Linked DNA regions of Macaca mulatta: region 1 is linked to region 2. Evidence: chromatin contacts called from public Hi-C data. All regions are on one chromosome and are shown on one strand. The core of a region is the stretch at or near the end of the contact, and the rest is flanking DNA. Distances in the headings are between cores, read along the strand shown. Region 1 holds the start of UBQLN1 (ubiquilin 1). Region 2 holds the start of IDNK (IDNK gluconokinase).

Region 1 (3,354 bases), core at 514-3,013, 85 kb before region 2:
TAATGTCACACACATCAAACATTTTTAGACAATGTAGACACAGATAATTGCAAAGTCCATAAATGCATGGAGACACACACACACACACACACACACACACACACACACACGGTATTTGCTGGAGAATCAAGAGAAAAACCGTCAAGTCTTCCTGGAGCATGTGATATAGGATGCATAGAAGTTAGACAGGTGAAGGCAAGGAGAAAGTCATTCTAGGTAGAGGAAGGCAGCTTAGGCAAAGCGTGCAGGTAAGACACAGCATGACAGGGAAAAACAGGTAATGAGGAGCTGATGAAGTTGAGGAGAAATTTTATTTAGACATATGGAAGAAATTCCAAATGATTGATTGTCCAGTTGTGGCACTTTCTATCTTGAGAAGCAGTGATTACCTCACACCTAGACATAACCAAGTAGTCATCCTTCATTAAGCAGAAGGCCTTGTTATTTGAGCCACGCTGCCAGAAATTTAGGTGATATCAAATGATGTCTATCCTGAAATCGATACCCTCAGAATTCTCTTAGACCCAGATTCCATATAGCTCTGCTAAAAAGTCGTGTTTATGTAACAGTATTTATTCTGAGAACAGGGTTGGACGGCTTAGGAGCAGAAATGCAAAATGTATCTTTGCGGATTTGGGTCACCATGGGCTGTCAGGATTTAAATTGTGCAACACTGATTAATATAGTTAATGTGCTGGTTTGTACTTTCCTTGCAAGTCATCTTTAAAACCAAATGATATAATTTCAAATTCGGATTCTCAGAGATAATTTATTTCTATCTGTATTACACTGAAAATAATTTTGGAACTATCTTTAATGCCACTTAAAGCCTGACATTGAGCAGTAACTTGATAGAATAGAAAGTGAACACCTCAGCTATATTACATTGTCCCAGTTGGGTGGACACTCCTCGGGCACCCTGTTCCGCCCTACACACTGTAGGAAATCGAGTTCACAGAGAATCGGGGGGCGCTCGCGCACAGCTGTCATCGCAGCAGCAGAGGCCACTGTCAATACAGGTCGCCTGATTGATCGTCTGACCAAACAGGGCTAACCCGAGGGCGGTAAATAAGTTCTGGCCACGAAGCAATGACTCCGCGGGATTGCGCAGGGCAGTCACAGGCGTTTACTCCATTTTCTGTTTGTTGTGCTGTGGACCTTTCCGCCATTAACTTATCCCAACTCCCCCGCATAGGGCAATACCAGCCCTCCAAATATGAAACGCTAAGCATATTAAAATAACAACAAAATACCTCGCCGCTATTTTATCACCAGACCCTCCTCCCAGCGGGGAACGCAGAGTAGGCAGAGAGGCAAGGCAGGGCAAGGCGACTGTGACAGCGCGGAGGGCTGAGCATTGCCCAGCCGGGAATGAAGTAAGGTGGGGAGATTACCTGGACCGCGAGCGCGCAGGCGCATCCGCGGTCGCAGGGCCCACTGGTCCCTTTCTAGTAATTTCGCTAACCTTGACGTCATCTCGGTGCGCCGTTACAGCGCTTAACTGGAAACTGCAATTTAGTTTTTGGTGAAGGGAACGGAAAAAAACCATGAACTGAGCTGCCCCGCCCCATTTTGCTTTTAGTCCTTCACACTGGCTTCGCCTACACTTTGGGCAATGGAGCGGGAAAGGAAAAGGCACGTAGGCTGAGCTCAAAGCGGCGCCAGCCAGGGATGACTCGGCGACGCCGCCAGGCGCGTTACCCGGCGTGCTCCGCGCGGCGCCGGCGAAGGGACGTGGGGGAAGGGGCAGGGAGGAGGAAGCGGTGGCTGCTGCGGATGTCGATGTGAGCGAGCGGCGCCTGAACACACGGCGACTGCCGAGCGCCTGACCCGGGCCTGCGCCAGAGCCTGCACCGAGCTCCGAGGCCCCACACCCGCTAGGGTGGCCCTGCGCCCGTTGCTAGTGAGGCGGCGTGCTCTGCATTCTTCGCTGTCCAGGCCTGTCGGCTTTGGTGTCTGCTGGCTCCTCCTTGCTCGCCTGCTCACTCCTGCTTGCCTGAGTCACCGCCGCCGCCGCTGCAGCCATGGCCGAGAGTGGTGAAAGCGGCGGTCCTCCGGGCTCCCAGGATAGCGCTGCCGGAGCCGAAGGTGCTGGCGTCCCCGCGGCCGCTGCCTCCGCGGAGCCCAAAATCATGAAAGTCACCGTGAAGACACCGAAGGAAAAGGAGGAATTCGCCGTGCCCGAGAATAGCTCCGTCCAGCAGGTGAGGTCGCCTGGTGCTCGGGCCGGGATGGGGGTGGCGGCAGGACCTCCGCCCGCCGCGCCAAGAGACCTTTTGGGAAGGACCTGGGAGAGGGGTCATCCTCCCAGGTGCCCTCGGCCATTCTCCCGGGCGTCGTCCCAAATTAGATCACACCCAAGTTAGTGGGTTTGCGCTTTGGGACACCGCAGTGGTTTGTGGCGTGGCGGCGCGGCCTGTTTGTGGGACGGGCCGATGCCGCTTTTCTCGGAGCCTTCTTTCCCTGGCATCCGCCGACCCTCAGCCTCCTCCCCCAGTTCCCCGCCCTCCGTCGCCTCCCCTCCAATTCCTCACAAAGGAAAGGGACCCACCGCTAGGCTCCGGGCGGGGTGGAGGCTGGGCGGGGGCGAGGGTTCGCTTTAGCTCAGGCTGCGGTTTTGCTTTATGAATTAAAAAAGGGGTTGGGTGGGATCCTCGTTGTTTTACGTGCCTGCTTGTTAAGATAGGTTTTGGGGTGAGGTGCACGTGTATATTTAGTTCTGCATTTTAACTCCTGAAATCTTTCCCACCTTGCAACCTTTTTAAAAAAATTATGACGTAGAAACCGATTTTAGCTCCATCTTAAGTAATAGTAATAGTACTAGGTTTAAGGAGAAAAGTGAATGACTTTCTTTCATTGATGACTTGCTCTTTCCCTTTTAGTATGTTTATCATCTCTTAGATGCCAGTCATTGGGTAGGTTTTTGTTTGATTTTAGAGAGGCGATAGCGATGTTGATATTAGCTGTTGCAGCCAAATAAAAGAAAATTGGAGTTAATGGAGAATATTACTTAAACTTCGTTCAGGAATACAAATCTTGCAGTTAATTAAGATCCTTGGTGGAATTTAACAAATAATTTTAGTGTATTGTTGAATACGTCGTATTTTCCATGATTATTGACTTAATCTCTGAAGATCGCACACAACGTGAACAGTTTGTGACAGGAAACAATCAACAATTCCTGAAATGTACCTATCAGAGTCCCCAGGGACTGTAGGGGATTGGGATATTGGTTTAGCGAGTTCCAAAGGTAGTGTGTTTTGTGAGGCAGTGAGGTGTGTAACATCGAATGAGAGAAACTTTTACCATCAACGGAATTTATCACTCTTTTTTTTTTTTTTTTTTTGGTCTCCT
Region 2 (3,230 bases), core at 54-2,553:
ACCTGACTACACGGGCCACAACATGGGCCGTTCCTGATTCAGAAAATTCTAGAAGGGTCCTATAGGCCCTTGAAGGTTATAATGTTTTAGGTGATCAAGTTCTATCCTTTGCTGCCTGTGGTCGAATGCTGCAGCAGCTGTCTTTTCTGATAAAGGGCACAGTTAGACTTTGGTTTAAACAGGAAGCCAAATGTTAACTCCTCAGTCTCCAAATTAGCACACTGGGCTACCTATGTGGTTTCCACAATTCTCTCCTTTCTTTCCAAACCTTCAGGAGCTACCCTCCATATTAACGCTGTCTCCTTCCAGGTTAAGCTGATGAAAGGAAGGGGAAAACGATTCACTTTACAAAATCGAATCGGAGAAGTCCAGGGCCTCACAGGAGGAGGCCGCTGTGTGTTCAGATGGCCAAAGGTCCGTGAGAGCCTGGGCCGTGGTTTGCGTCCTCTCGCTAGAGGCCGTGCACCCTCCCGCCTAGCCCCGACGAGGCGCCCGGAAACCGAGCCCAGCGCCGCTCGCTAGGCCTCCACTGCGCGGCCCTGCAGCCGCCTCTTCAGGAGCGGCTTCCTCCCTGAGCATGCGGTCGCTGCAGCCTCCCTGTCTTAGAGCGGGAACCCTGGGCTCGGATGCGGTCCCAGGATGGGCGCTCTGCTAGCAGGCTGGTGGGCGGGGAGAGTGCGCGCAGCCGCGGGCCTCGGTTTCTTCATCCGCAAAGGGAAGGGTGGGGGGTCCCCACGACCCCATTTCACCGGCAGGGACGGCGACACGTCCGGCCTCCGCCGCGCCCGCAACGTCTCTCCCGGGCGCCCCCCGCCCTCTCCCGGACCTACTTCCCCGAGCCGCTCACGCCCATCACCAGCAACGCGCCCGGCGCCGCCATGACCCGAGCCTGGCTCCTTTCAGTCACCTTCCGGGCCCCGCCGTCCCCGGCCTTCCCGGCGCCCGAGGGGCGGAGCCGCTCCCGCCCAGGCAGGGCGAGTGAGGGCTGTGCCCCTCTGCGCTCCCCCGGTTTCCCCGCGCCCCTTTTCCATGCTTTCCGCCTCCCTTTCCCAACCTCCCCATCTCTCTCTCCTGCCCCTTCTTTTCCTCTCCCCTCCCCTCCCTCTTTCCTCTTCCCGGAAGTGAAGCGCGCGCCCGGCCTGGCACTGGCGTCTCCCTGGGCTGCCCATAGTCGCCCAAAGCCCCGCCACCTGTCTTCCTACTGTCCTGGCCCCTCTTGGTTCCAGAAGAGCCTCACCCTGGCAGGCCGGATCGTCATCCACCCATGGAAAGCATTCATTCATTCATTTATAAAAATGTTTTATAGAAAGAATAAACGGAAAATAAGACTCATACTTTCCCACACCAGGCAGCATAAGCAGCACTTCCTAAAACGACACCCCTTTCCCCGCGCCCCCGCGTAGGTAGATGGGTATGAATATTTTGTAAAACTGGGATCAGGCCGTACACAGCGTTTTGTAATCTGGCCTTTTGTCACAATAATAAATGGCGGCCATCTTTTGGTGTCAAACTTAAGGTTGAGGGTTGACCACAGCAGCGTATGTCATGGCTGTGTGGCTCTGCTATTAAATCCAGCTCTTGTTGGGACTTTAAGAGGACGGAGCTCCACTTTAAAGTGTCCATTTGCTTTAAAACAATGTGTTAATTATGTGTCGTTTGAACTATTTGATTAAAAGCACTTCTAACCGCATTTAGCATCACCTCCTTTGGTCTTTTGCATTTGGCATCACCTCCTTTGGTCTTTTGTTAACCAAGGTCGTAGGTATTACTCTGTGTCCTAGAAAACAATAAAAGTGACATAAAAGCATTTATCTAATGAATAGTTCAATTACTCCTGCACTGCCTTTGTTTTTCATATACTTAGCTTGAGTAGATGAGATTTCAATCTGGATGGGGGCTGTACAGATGAAGAAATTGAGGCTTGGAGAGAAGGTCTTACAACTCAGTTATGGTCAATACTCATTTCTTGAACATCTACCATGTGCTGGTAATATTAATATGCATTTAAAAGATTACACTCTCGGCATTCTCAAGCTTGATAAGAGGAATAGATGTGTATGCAAATACTCTAACTTGTGTCCTGCTTCTCTAGCTCAGTATGAAAAAAAAAAATCTCATATTTCTTTCATTGTTCAAATCAGAATTATTAGCAGAAAATCTGGTTCTTCTCCTTGGATTTCTTTCCCAAGACATGTCCAAGGATCTTAAACTTGCTGTGCTGCTCAGGGTGGCGGCAGGAAACAGCATGCTCAAATTGGGGCAGGTGAACAGAATTTAACAAAGGGACTATTTGTAGAGATGTGGGTAGGGTCAGAAAAAGCAACTAGGGGCAGAGTCCGGATCTGAGTAACTGAGAAGTGTTTTCACTCTTAAATAGAAAGGGGCTGATGAGAGGGAGCCTTTATATGAGAAGGGAAGAGAATGGAAAGAAAGAGACAGAGAGAATAGACCATATAGAAAGAAGTATCTGACAGGACTGTAGCCTTAGGAAGAGAGACAGACATTCCTTGTTGACCCAGCAGAAAAATAATCAGGAGAATAAATAGCCTCTCCTCCCCTCCTCTTGCACTGTGATCTGCTAGTGGCCAAACCCCACCCGTCAAACCCAATTGGAAGGTGGAGAGCTAGGGAGTCCATTGGTGCCCATGCATGCCAATTTCCTGGGCTCAGAGCAGGGAAGAGAACGGTGGAGATTGTATCTGGAGGGACCAATGAAAGATACCCAGCACACCAGTGTCAGTGAAACCCTGTGCCTGCTTCCAGGACAGCAGAACTTCAGAGGTGCCCCTAAGAGCTGAATCCCACATTTTTTGCTTTCCAAAGAGTGCCACCTGCTGGTCCTGGTTGTCTTGGTGCTTCCCAGCTGTTACTATGGGGCAACCCAGAGGCTGAATATTGGTCTGGTTTTAGGTCTACTGCAAAACTGTTGTACTGAGGCACATGGTACTCTGGAAACCCCAAGTCCCTAGTGAGGCACAGCTTCCTGCATGAGTTTCTATAGTCACTCAAGTCCAGATCACCCCCAGATTCTGGACAGCATGTACTGTAAGTCTCAAACAGAAGTGGCAGTGCTCCTGTATGAAGCTGCCCATTTCCACAGGGGTTAAACAGAGCTCAGTGACGAGCACCTTAATGTGCACAGGCACTTCCCTGGGAGGCAAATCATCCACAAAGATGGCTGGGTTGGGGCAGATATTCACATAACAGGAGCCTCACAGTTGTGATATGTC

What was found. A called contact is a pair of places that touch in the nucleus more often than the background predicts.
Region 1: a Hi-C map of liver shows a contact between it and region 2, with 3 times the contacts expected there. The contact joins the promoter of UBQLN1 here to the promoter of IDNK in region 2. A contact is called at or near these places in 4 of 14 Hi-C or Micro-C datasets (blood, cortical neurons, fetal cortical plate and 1 more).

Annotation. Positions count from the first base shown.
Region 1 is chr15:114,633,917-114,637,270 of T2T-MMU8v2.0, reverse strand. UBQLN1 (ubiquilin 1) reads left to right here and starts at 1,763. Exons shown (of 10, transcript XM_015118003.3): 1 at 1,763-2,204. The coding sequence starts at 2,025. It also overlaps the pseudogene LOC114672828.
Region 2 is chr15:114,548,343-114,551,572 of T2T-MMU8v2.0, reverse strand. IDNK (IDNK gluconokinase) reads right to left here and starts at 1,303. Exons shown (of 5, transcript XM_028835291.2): 1 at 1,238-1,303. The region is part of intron 1 of LOC144334738 (a long non-coding RNA gene); the gene reads left to right.